2 separate regions of the Zea mays genome follow, and region 1 is linked to region 2. Evidence: chromatin contacts called from public Hi-C data. All regions are on one chromosome and are shown on one strand. Each heading gives the region's core, a stretch centred on a gene start, on an enhancer-like site or on the middle of the called end of the contact. The rest is flanking DNA. Distances are from core to core; before and after follow the strand shown.

Evidence for each region. A called contact is a pair of places that touch in the nucleus more often than the background predicts.
Region 1: a Hi-C map of ear shows a contact between it and region 2, with 2.8 times the contacts expected there. The contact joins the promoter of LOC100193152 here to the enhancer-like site in region 2. A contact is called at or near these places in 5 of 25 Hi-C or Micro-C datasets (ear, endosperm, leaf and 1 more).

What each region holds. Positions count from the first base shown.
Region 1 is chr5:35,823,679-35,829,415 of Zm-B73-REFERENCE-NAM-5.0, forward strand. LOC100193152 reads left to right here and starts at 2,748. Exons shown (of 27, transcript NM_001399091.1): 1 at 2,748-3,243. The coding sequence starts at 3,010.
Region 2 is chr5:35,750,839-35,756,683 of Zm-B73-REFERENCE-NAM-5.0, forward strand. It overlaps LOC100279717, which reads left to right. Exons shown (of 13, transcript NM_001366101.1): 11 at 18-168; 12 at 667-820; 13 at 1,349-1,704. The coding sequence ends at 812. Among protein-coding and RNA genes, the nearest start is that of LOC100279717, 16 kb to the left of the region's middle. Within about 2 kb of position 1,988, at least 16 of the 20 cell types and tissues checked have an H3K27ac peak or open chromatin away from gene starts, as enhancers often do. A contact at or near this core is called in ear, endosperm, leaf and 1 more, where this site is marked.

The DNA of each region.
Region 1 (5,737 bases), core at 1,498-3,997, 74 kb after region 2:
GGAGCTCTTTGGTCGCGCGTGCAGAGCGAGAGAGAGGTCGCAAGTGAGCGGAGGAAGGTGGGCGAGCAGGGGACGAGGCTCAAAAGGGGCGGGGACGTGCGGAGGTGGCCGGAGGTCGCGCGGTCGTGGGCGCGTCCACGACGGGGGATCGTGGACGGGAGGTTGGGGACGAGCTGACAGGTGGGTTCGGCGGGACAGAGAGAGAGAGGGACGCGCAGGCGATAAGAACGGCGCTGACAAACCTGGCCCACGGGGCAGCGAGAGAGAGAGAGAGAGAGGGAGAGAGGGCACGCGGGTTGGCGCCGACAGGCGGGGCCTGCCTGTCAGACACCGAGGGGCGCGCGCGGGGTTGGGCTTAGTGGGCCGACTGGGCTAAAATGGTTTTTTCTATCTTCCAGGGAATTTCTAATTGCTTTTCTATTTATTTTCTCTAGTGTTTTTAATTCAAATTTAAATCAAGTTTCAAATTCAAACCAAATCAAACATGTGCAACAATTCAAAGAATATTTGTGGTTCAACATGATGCAAATTTCATGACTCATATGCTTTGTCAAAAATAGAATAAATAATCCCTCACTAATTAAGCTAACCCTAACCAAAAGAGAAAGAGAGAGAGAGAGAGAAACTAGAGAGAGATAGAAACTAGAGTGATATAGAGAAGAGTAACACGTGAATTTGGATGATAATGAGAAAGAAATTTTATACCTCCAAATTCAGGGTATTACACAAGGGCGCGGTTAAGGTAACCCTAACTCGCCACCAGTAAACGAGCAGCCGTCCGCCACTCGCCCTCGCCTAGCCACCGTCGCGAACCTAGCGGTTCAGAACACGACGCTTCCCCCTATACGTGTGAATACCTCGGAGGTGCTACATCTGGAGCACTAGGACAAACCGCGTGAGGACGTGAAGGTCGTCGACGACTGCACAACACTGCTTGACACATTTGTATACATCGAGATGTCTTCCACTGTCCTGCGAGTCTAGTGGTAATTCCATGATCTATAACCGCAACAGTTTCTGTTTTTTGTTTTGCGCTAGTGTAGCCTCCGCATAATCCATCACTTATACCAATGGTTAATTAAATGAGGGTTCTACAAGAACACAAAAGCGACCATGGTTTTTAATACTTATATAATCATGCTCGGGGCAAAATTCAAATTGTTCTATCCCAAGACAGAGGATGTAGGAAACATATCAGGTGCACATGAACCTTTGGTGCACATATAGTGCACATGAACTAACAAAGTTCACAAAAGATTCATACATATTCTTTCCATCCTACTCCTATTATATATAAAATTTCAAATTAAAATTCATTATATGTTAGCTTTAATAAAAAAGAATATTTTAGCTAATTATCTAATTTAAACTTGTTAGAAATTTTACTTTTTTATTACAACTAAAATATAATCAATTTGAAATTGAAGTTTTGTATATAATTGGAGTAGGATGGAAAAAATATGTATGAATTTTTCATTTTTTTGAACTTTGATAATTCTTGTGCACCATATGTGTATCAAAAGCTTATGTGCACCAGATATGTTTCCAAGGATGTAACTCTAAATTTGTCCTCAATCAAACTATTGCTTACTAAGGGGTTGTTTGTTTGTGCCTCACCTGCCACAATCTGCCACTATAGATGGCAAATAAGCACGAGGCCCGTGAGCTCGGCACGAAGCCCGCTGTTTGGGCCCGATCCGAGCCTGACACGACCCGGTTCTATGCAGCCCCGGGCCGGCCCGGGCACAGATAAGCGTGCCGGGCCTAGACAGGAAACTAAGCACGGTGGGCTGGCCCGACACGACTCGTTTACCTATAAGCCTGTCAAACCCTTTTTGCACTAAATTGTGCTTACCGGCCCGTTTAGCCCGTTTTGACCCGCTTTTCTGTGCTTACCGGGCAGACCCGGCCCGTTTAGGCCTGCTGCGGGCCGGGCTCGGACAGGAAAACGAGCCCGCGGGTTTAAATGACCGGCCCGTTTTTCTAACCGTGCCTACCGGGCCGGGCCCAAAACAGGCCAGACTTCACCGGGCCCGGGTCGAAACGGGCGACCCGTTTGGCCATCTCTATTTGCCACACCTAAGGTTAGACAAGTTTGATCAAGTTAGACATGTGTTTAGTTTAGAACCATAGTTGTGGCAAGAATTTCTGCCTGCTATATATGTCTCGCTTGTCAATAACTTATAAAAGCATGACAATATTAACTTAGGCGTGGTAAATTGTGAAGCAGAATTTAAACAACTAACCTTAGAACCAAACATGCCCTCAGAGCGCTAAGCTCTGTAAAGGCATTAATACTTATCATATATCAGTAGTACCAACACAATATATTTTCAAAACATGTATATTTTTTGTTATAAATATTGATAATTGTTTTATATAAAGTTAATTAAATTTAGGACAGTTTAACTTCAGATAAAATTACAATTACATTGTTTTTTGACGTAAAAGTTATGCAACCAAGTATATTTTTGGAAATATTGATTCCGGTCTCGGTGTGGAAGCAAAAGTAAGAATATTCGTATGGAAATGGAGAGAAGTAAAAAGCGAAGAAAAAGATTCAAGTATTCAACTACACAGCTCAACTTTCGAATCGCAGTATTCTCGGTCTGGGGGTGGGTGGGAATCTTTCAAAAGCTCACTTCTGAAACCCGTATTTTTAGGTTAGGCCAGGGTGCATCTTACAAAAATCATCCACTTCCTCACCCCCTGCGTTTCCTCCGACGTCTGCTCTCCCGGCGAAGGAAGGGAAGGAGCCACGCGAAAGAAAGCTGACGCCCACGCGCCCAGGAGCACCACCGGTGACGCGTGATCATATTCGAGCACCAATCCCCTCATCCTCCCCAGCCCCCGGCGCTAAAATCTACACAAAGCCTCGCTAAACCGGCCTGATTCGCGCTCCCGATCTCGCGTTCGATCCCAGCCCACCGTGAGGTCCTCCAGCCTCCCGCCTCCCGCCAGATCTCGGTGTCGTTCGTTCGGTTTCGATTTGGTGGTGGAAGGGAAGGGATGAGCGGGATGAGCGCACGGATAAAGGAGATGGTGCGTGTGGCCACGGCGCGGCTGGGCGGTGAGCAGGCGGGGGGTGGCGGGGCTTCCTCCTCAGGCTTCGCGCGCCGGGAGTCCACGGCGCGGCTCGGCGGCGGGGGCACCAGCCTCCGGAGGCAGCCGCAGCCGATGGCACCCTCCGTGCGCACCGTCTGTTGCAACGACCGCGAGGCCAACGCCCCTGTCGGGTACAAGGTACGCCGCGATTGACCCCCATTCTGACATTTGGTCCGGCCCAGGGCCGGAGCTGTCATTTTAGAGACCTGGGGCAAACTTAAATATCGGCCCCCTTCTATATAAATATAATTTTAGAGCTCTTTTGGAACGCAGAAATATCACATGAATTAGTTCAAAGACACAGGAAAAGCGCAGGATTCAGGGAATTTTCCTTTAGGTCCCGTTTGTTTCCTTTCATTTGGAAGAATTGGAATCTTACTAATGGAATAAGCTATTTTTTTAGAATGTGGCATTCCACCACTTTCCAGAATTATCATATAAGCATATCTCAAATTCATGGGTTGATAGATGGAAATTGATTCTATAGATTTACATGCTATTTTTTCGATACACAACTTGTAGCACACTTTTCGCTATAACATAATGTAGTATATAACTATCTCTCTCATATGATTTAAGATAATATACAAATATACTACATATATAAATATATGAACTTAATTAGTTTGGTCTAAATTATAATTATTAAAATGGAATTCAATTCCAACGAAACAAACGGGGCCTTATTGTAAAGGAGCCCCTACTTATTTAGTACATATACATATTTTTATCAATAAAAAATAACATAATATTAAAAACATATTAAATTAATCATACAATACAAAACCATGCCGCATCCCGCAAGGCAGAGGCCAAGATCAAGTGAAGGAGATCACGAAGGCCTACAACATACAAAAACAAGAAAATTCACTAATATAATTTTGCTTCTTCGGGTTCGAGTGGAGGGGATCATCATTGTTCATTGAGGCCCAGTGGCCCTGGCCTACAACGTATGAAAGCAACAAGCAAGAATAATAAAATAATAATTCACCAAAGGCCACAACCTACACGAATCAAACAAAAGAGCAGTGCACCTGTACGACCAGGGGGGCCAGGGAGGAGGGCTTCCGAGAGAGGTCAGAGGTTTCGTGTCCTGGCGGCGGCGAGGCAACAAACAGGACGAGTGGGCGACAAGCTCTTAGGAGATTTAGTTTTTTTAGGTTTTTTACTGGGTTTAAAGATACCTATATAAGACATATATGGGGAGGGGCCCATTAAATTTGGGGGCCTGGGGCCACCGCCCTGGTTGGCCCCATACCCAAATCTGGCCTTGGTCCTGTCGGCTCGGCGGTTGGATCTCGGTTATGTCTCGTATCGTATGGTTGTGTTCGAGCTGGATCGTCTTACAAGCCAGAAACCTTGATTATTGTTGCCTGAAGATTCTTCATGCTTTAATTGTATCTTGCAGATCATACTATGGCCGGGTAACTGTGGTTTAATGGATCTTCATGCTTTAATGAGCGGAACACAAACACATGAGTTTGTTCCGAAACATGTTTGATCTCACCCCTTTGCCATTGTAGTTTGTATTAGAATGGGTCCTATTGGTAGTATTTTCCCCTTCTCTTCCTATACATATGTTGCATCTGTAGTACATTTAAGTGTATTTTGCAAGAACTTCAGTGCATCACACTAATGCCAGTCCCCCTTTCTCCTATTTTTGGTTTGTACCAGATATTGATTATAGAGTTATTTGAAGCTGATACTCTAAGAGCATCTCCAACAAGGTGACTCAAAATAGTGTCCCATAAATTAAAATACTACATCATTTGAAGTGTTTAAGGCACTAAAAACAAATTGCGCTCCAACAGTTGAGCCCTAAATCATGTATTTTAAGAAGTAAATTACATTATTAGGAAAGAAATTGTTGGAAATTATGTAGAAAACAAGGATAGAGCACTAGTGTGGGGTGTAGTATATTTGGGCCACTTCATGGTGTGCCCTATATTTTTTTTCATAAAAATTGTAAAATAGGACACTGTTGGAGGTTGGAGCTATTTTTTATGTCTTGAGCCCTATAGTTTAAGATAGAGCAGTGATTTAAGGCACTGTATGAGATGCTCTAAATTGTTGGAGTTGAACACATGTTCAGGACATATTTTTCTATTTTTCTATTTCTTACGCCACACTATGAACCATGGCTGGTTATGGTTACCTATATAGGACCAAGCAATTTGTTACAACTAAAAGTAGAGATAAGATTCTAACTACTAAAATAGCGATAAGATAGAATATAAGATGCCAAAGTACCAAATAAGATGCTGACTTAGGAACATGACTTATCCTATCAATCTCCCCCAAGTCATGTGTGGCGCCACTGGACGGATTTGAACCATCAAAGTTTTGGTGCGAAGCTCCTGAAACTTGACCCTCCCAAGTGACTTGGTGAGGAAATTAGTGAGCTGGTCTTGAGTGCTAATGTAGTTGTCCTTGGCACTCCCCTCATCTAAGCAGCTCCTGATGAAGTGGCACTTGGCACGAATGTGCTTGTCGCGCTCATGGAAGACGAGATTTTTCGCCAAGGCCAAGGCAAACTTGATGTCTACCGTGAGCTCTACTGCTTCAGCATCTCTGCCAAGGAGATCACCTAGCAGTCAAGCCAACTAGAGAACCTTGGTGGAGGAAAAAGTGG
Region 2 (5,845 bases), core at 738-3,237:
GTGTTGCTTGTGCTTAGGTCAGTGCATACTCTGCATTTGCAAGAATGGTAGGTGTTGGCTATGATTTGGAGCATCAGCGGAGAAGGACAGACCCTGCAACAAATGAACCACTCTTCACAAATTGCACAAGAGATTTTACTGGAACTGTTGATTACATATTTTACACAGGTTGGTGCATGGAGCCTCACTGCGGGCCTGTTTGGCCACAATGTTTATCAAACCATGGTTATACAATACTATACTTCACAATTGTCATGACAATACCATAGTTTTGGCCGGCTCCAAAAATACCATGGTTTTGATAAACATTGTTTAGATACAACATTATAAGCCATAATATTAGGTAAAAGCTACCCATGGCTTGAAAACTTCGGGTTGGAGTGGAGTTTCCACCAAAAATACTATGGTATCTAGAATATCATGGTTTTGAAAACATAGTTTTCAGGAATGCAACCAAACACCTTATGACATAAAATACTATGGTATTAGTAAAAACCATGGTATTGCCTAAAAACTGTAAAAAAATACTTTACTTCCAAACAGGCCCTGCATATGTAGCCTGTTATTCTGTGTTTGCAGCTTCTGTATCTCCATTTTTCTGGAATAAGATTAAAGGCACTAATTGTGCTTATTCTTTTGATAATGACCATGTTTGTTCTCCTTCAGCGGACTCCTTGACAGTGGATTCATTATTGGAACTTTTGGATGAGGAAAGTTTAAGAAAAGACACAGCTCTTCCATCTCCTGGATGGTCATCAGATCACATAGCACTGTTAGCCGAGTTCCGGTGCAAGCCTAGAATCAGAAGTTGACACATTAGGTATGTTACACAGGAAATCAGTGCCGTCATATTGCTTCTTACTGGAACTGCATGTTTTTTTGTTGACATGAATGGTGTTGGATTTTACCGTGATTGTATATGTGTGGTGGGTTCCCCTCTCCTTGCTCCTAATGCGTGGGCGTTTAGTTCAGTACAATATATGCGCTTGCATTTATGTGACCAGTGCTTGCAATATTCTTTTGCTGCACCAGAAATCATTTTATTGTCGACAGAAGACGCTATTTGTGCTGTAGGAGTTCATGATTCTTCGTTCTTTTGGGTCATGCTTTTCAACTTTTGCTAGGGGAAAATCAATGCTGAAAATCATGGCAAATCTCTGCTATGTGCTTAGAATGCTTCATATACAACACTCACCACAGAATTCGCCATAACTGACTAACTGTGTTTTTTAAGTCCTTTGATTCATATACTATCCTGGATTTTAGTCATCTGAGCCACATTCAGATTATGGTTATTTGGCAGTGACAAATTAACACTGAAATCATGACAATTTGAGAATCTCTCCAGGTCTTGTAGAAAAAGGTTATTGTCATCATCCTTGGTGGTGGAACAGCGTTCCATGTGGGTATGACGGGACGCGGGCTCTCGGGGAAGCAAGCAGCCTAGGTAGCAGCCTCAGCAAGGGGAAGGGGCATGTAACATTTGATTTTACCCTTTTACATTTTAGCTCATGATACTCAAGCTGCCCATGTGTACCATTACTTCCTATAGAAGAAAATACTTGAGAGAAATTTTGAAGGCTAGTTTGGAAACTCTATTTTTTCCAAGGTATTTCTATTTTTCAAGGGGAAATGAAATATTTTTTCGTGGAAAAATAGAAATCTCTAGAAAAAATGAGGTTCCTAAACTAGCCCTTAAAGGGCTATAAGCCCCTTTTTTTTCTTTCACTCTGGTCGCGTTGGATTTAACCTCTTTGCTGTATCCATATGCTCGCTGCCTACAAGATGTAGGAGCCTTCAGTTTCTCTACCAATGTAATTCCAGTTCCAGTTTTTGTTCTCCATGTTGCTGGTTGCTCTCATTGCCGTTAGATGTCTGGTGCCTTTTTGTTGTATACTAACGGAATCTGGCTGGTTGTTGGCTCCGTGACCTGTGCTACCTTGTTACGAGTTGGTCAGAACATGTCCTCAGCCCAAGAGCCGACGCACGATCGTACACACGTACAACTCGGCTCCTTTGGTTTCTTCGACCAAATACGTTGGCGGTTGTGTACAGTTCGGTTCCTTTGGTTTCTTCTACCAAACACGTTGGTGAATAACGCGAAGTTCATATGTCGGACGTGCTGGTAGGTAACCTCTATTGTCGTAGCATGCAGAGAGATTGGAAACTTCTGTACGGCACAGGATTGGGCAAATCTTGACCTGAGACTTTGTAGCTGCAGCCTGCAGGCATGTCAAAAGTCAAACCTGTGGCGCGTCAGAAAATTTCCAGACGTTTGACCGCATGCAAGTCTCATTGCCACTGACGCTGCGGGACCTAGCTTGCGTGGACATGACAACGTAACCGGCGGCTCTTTCGTTACAAGTACACGGTCAAGTTTTGCTTTCTTTCTTTGCAGGTATTCTTTTGACTACGCGAATCAACTCCAACTTTCTGTGCAGTAGTTCTTTTGAATGCGCGGTTCAACTCCAACTTTCTCTGTTCAAATATTTTATTATTGAAGCATGTTTTAAACTATTTTTTTTATAACATTAAGAGTGAAAAAACTCAACATACTTTTACAACCAATTGAATATTAATTATACTTCATAATTCATGAGGAAAATGCAAAGGATAATGAAACTTAAAAGGATTTTGATGTTGCCTAGAGGGAGTGAATAGACTACCTGTAAAAATTGAGCTAAAAAAACGATCAGAACCACAAGTGGAAGTGTCGCCTGACACCCAACACTATCGCGTGGCGGCGCTGTCGGATAATTGCACGACACAGACGCGTAGGCTAACTAGATCTGATTAACTTGAAACTTAATGAGTAACGACTACAACAGGTAAGCACTAGTTTCTTCAAATATGAGGCACAACCTAACATTTGTCGTAGCACGAAGATGTGCTTGCCATGGAGGAGGAAGTTGTTGTTGGTGGACCAAACCGAGGCAAGAGGTGTCTCTTGGGCTGATGAGCGAGGTACTGCAAGAACTTGGGCAAGAGGTGTTTTTGAGTTAAATGCGTGAGGTGGCCCAAGGGTTGGGGCAAGGGATGCCCCATGACTGATGCTTGAGGTGCCTCATAGGGCAGCGAGCAAGGTGCCTTGAGGGCTAGGACAATAGGTGTGAAAGGATCATGATGCCCAATAGAGGGGGGGTGAATTGAGCTTCTCTAAATTTCTTGCAAAAGATTAAACTCTAAACAAGAGGACAACTTCGCCCAACTACTTAGCTAAATCACTAAAACTAGGAAACAGTAAGCAAACCCTAAGTCATCATGGCAAATACTAGGAATGCAAATACACAAAGTAAATTGTTCAAAGTAAATGCAGAATGTAAAGTAGGGCCAAGAAGACTCCTCCAAGTTTTTCCAAAGGTATAGGAGAGTCGGCACTCTCCACTAGTACTCGTTGGAGCACTCGTGCAAGGGTATTGCTCCCCCTTAGTCCTCGCAAGGACCAAGTGCTCACTATGAGATGATCCTTTGCCTCTCTTGCGCGGTGGATCCGTCACGACCGTGTACAATCTCCTGGTCGGGTCACCAACAAAGCCTCCGGGGTGTTCACCAAGCTCCAAATGTCGTCGAGCCGTCTAGGTGATGTCGATCAACAAGAGTAATAAGCCATAGACTTTCACTTGACTAAGAGAAGACTAATGCATGCGGTGTGTGCTATAGGTGGCTCTCATGTGCACTAATGAGGTCCTAACGCGGGATTATGATTTTGCTAATCACCTCACTATGCAATTTGGACTTGCAATGCTCAAGCGATGAATACTTGGTGGTTGAGGTAGCAAGACAATGAATGTGGCTGTTGGAAGGGGTATAAATAGCCCAACCAACAGAAACTAGTCGTTACAACACTGTTCTATGTGTGGTCGCAACGAACAGTCCGGTGCGCCATCAATGCGCTTCTAGTGACTAGTTCTGACAACTAGCCATTGACATGTCTTTTGCCTCTCTCAAACCGAGCCAACTTTAAATGCTCTCTAGATCGGCTGACTGGTGTACCACCAGATAGTCCGGTGCACACCGGACAGTCTGGTTCCCTAGAGCAGTTGCACCTCTTTTCTACTTACGGGGCATTTAGATCCCTTCATTTTAGAGGAATTGGAATTCACTCAATAAAGTAACTTATTTAGTTTGGAATTTGACATTCCACCACTTTCCAAAGTTCAGATATAAGCCTATCTCAAATTCATGGGGTGGAGGATGGGAAATGATTTTATGTATTACTAGAATTTGTTTCTACTCGATAACTTACATGACACTCTTTGTCTCACTCCTCTATAGTAAAAATATAGCACATAAATATCTTCGACATCTTGATAATAATAGTATACAAATATATTTTTGCATAAAACCGAATTAGCTTAATTGATATATGCCAAAATTACTATTATTAGAATGGAATTCAATTCCATTGATCCAAACAAAGTGTTAGTGTTTTTCTAAACCGTTTTCAACTCCAAATTTGTGTGAGACATAGAGTGACACCTAGCATTAGTTTTGAGTGTGTGCATGTACCGACACTACAATAGACATTTCTTGGTCAAACTACTCATCCACAACCCCTCTTTATAGTACAACTAAAGTAAAAATAAAATCCCTAACTCTATACCAAGTGTCCCACAACTTTTTCGACACTTAGGATATGAAGACCTTCAAACCTTTTGATTCGCTTTTTTCAGCAGTCGCTTCAAGTTTCATCTAAGGGATTATTTTCACTTGTTGGAGTGCAATTTCCTGCATTTGTGACCTAACTTACCATGTTACTCTGCAAAACACATGTTAGTCACAATATTCTTACGTTGTCATTAATCACTAAAACCAACTAGGGTTGTAGATGCTTTCAATCTCCCCTACAAGAGTGTGAGAGAATTTTGTCTAAGTTTTATCAACATTTGAAGATTGTTAGTGATATTCCACAAGTTGACAATAGGCAGTCATGTATAAGATATAAGAAGCATAAGCACATACATGACGTAAAACTTTGTTCAGGGAATAAGAATGAAATTCAGGAACAAGTATTTTTTGATAGGTGAAATTAGCGAGTGAAAACATATAATCAAACACACATTCATCAAAAGATCATAAGAGCATATCATTAAGTTTGGGGCACAAAAGTTGATAGCCACAAGAGAGTAACATGCATATAATACAACCAAAATACAATGTCTCTCTCAACTAGCTCCCCTTTTGGCGTCAAGGACCAAAAGGTTCACCCTAACCTAGAGATCAGAGGAAGGAGCAGGAGAGGCATACGCATCATTGGGAGTGCGAGCAACCAACTCAAACTCAGTATCTAAGTCGAAGTCAGAGTCTGGTGCTGACTTAGTGGGATCCATCGGCTAAGTCTAAGTGGCAGGTGTTGGAGCTGGAGCAGGTCCTGATACTACTACTACTGGAGTAGATACTCCTATGCTAATTGGTGTCACTGATGTCTAAACACTCACAACTCTAACGACATGAGGTAAAAAATTTAGGGTCACTAGCCAGAGTGGAGAGGGAGTCGGTCCAAAGGAGTGAAGCTAGGCTCCTGACTAAATGGCTGGCACAAAAGAGGTCTGAAGTGGTGGAGGCGGTGCCGACTGAATTGGGTGCACAAGAGCACCGTTATGCTAAAGGATATGAGTCATAAGTGCCCGATGCTCATCCCTATCTTCCAGTAGCTACTACTGAAGTGTATTCTAGCGGTCCTGGATGTTATGAAACATCGAGAGCATCCACTCAGACTGTTGCTATTGAATAGGTGCATGACGATCCTGCTCGGTGGCCAAGTGAGCCTGTTGCTGAGTCATCTGCTGAAGAATAGCTGTCAAGGCTGGGTCAATCGACGGAGGAGTAGCAGAGGGAGTAGAAC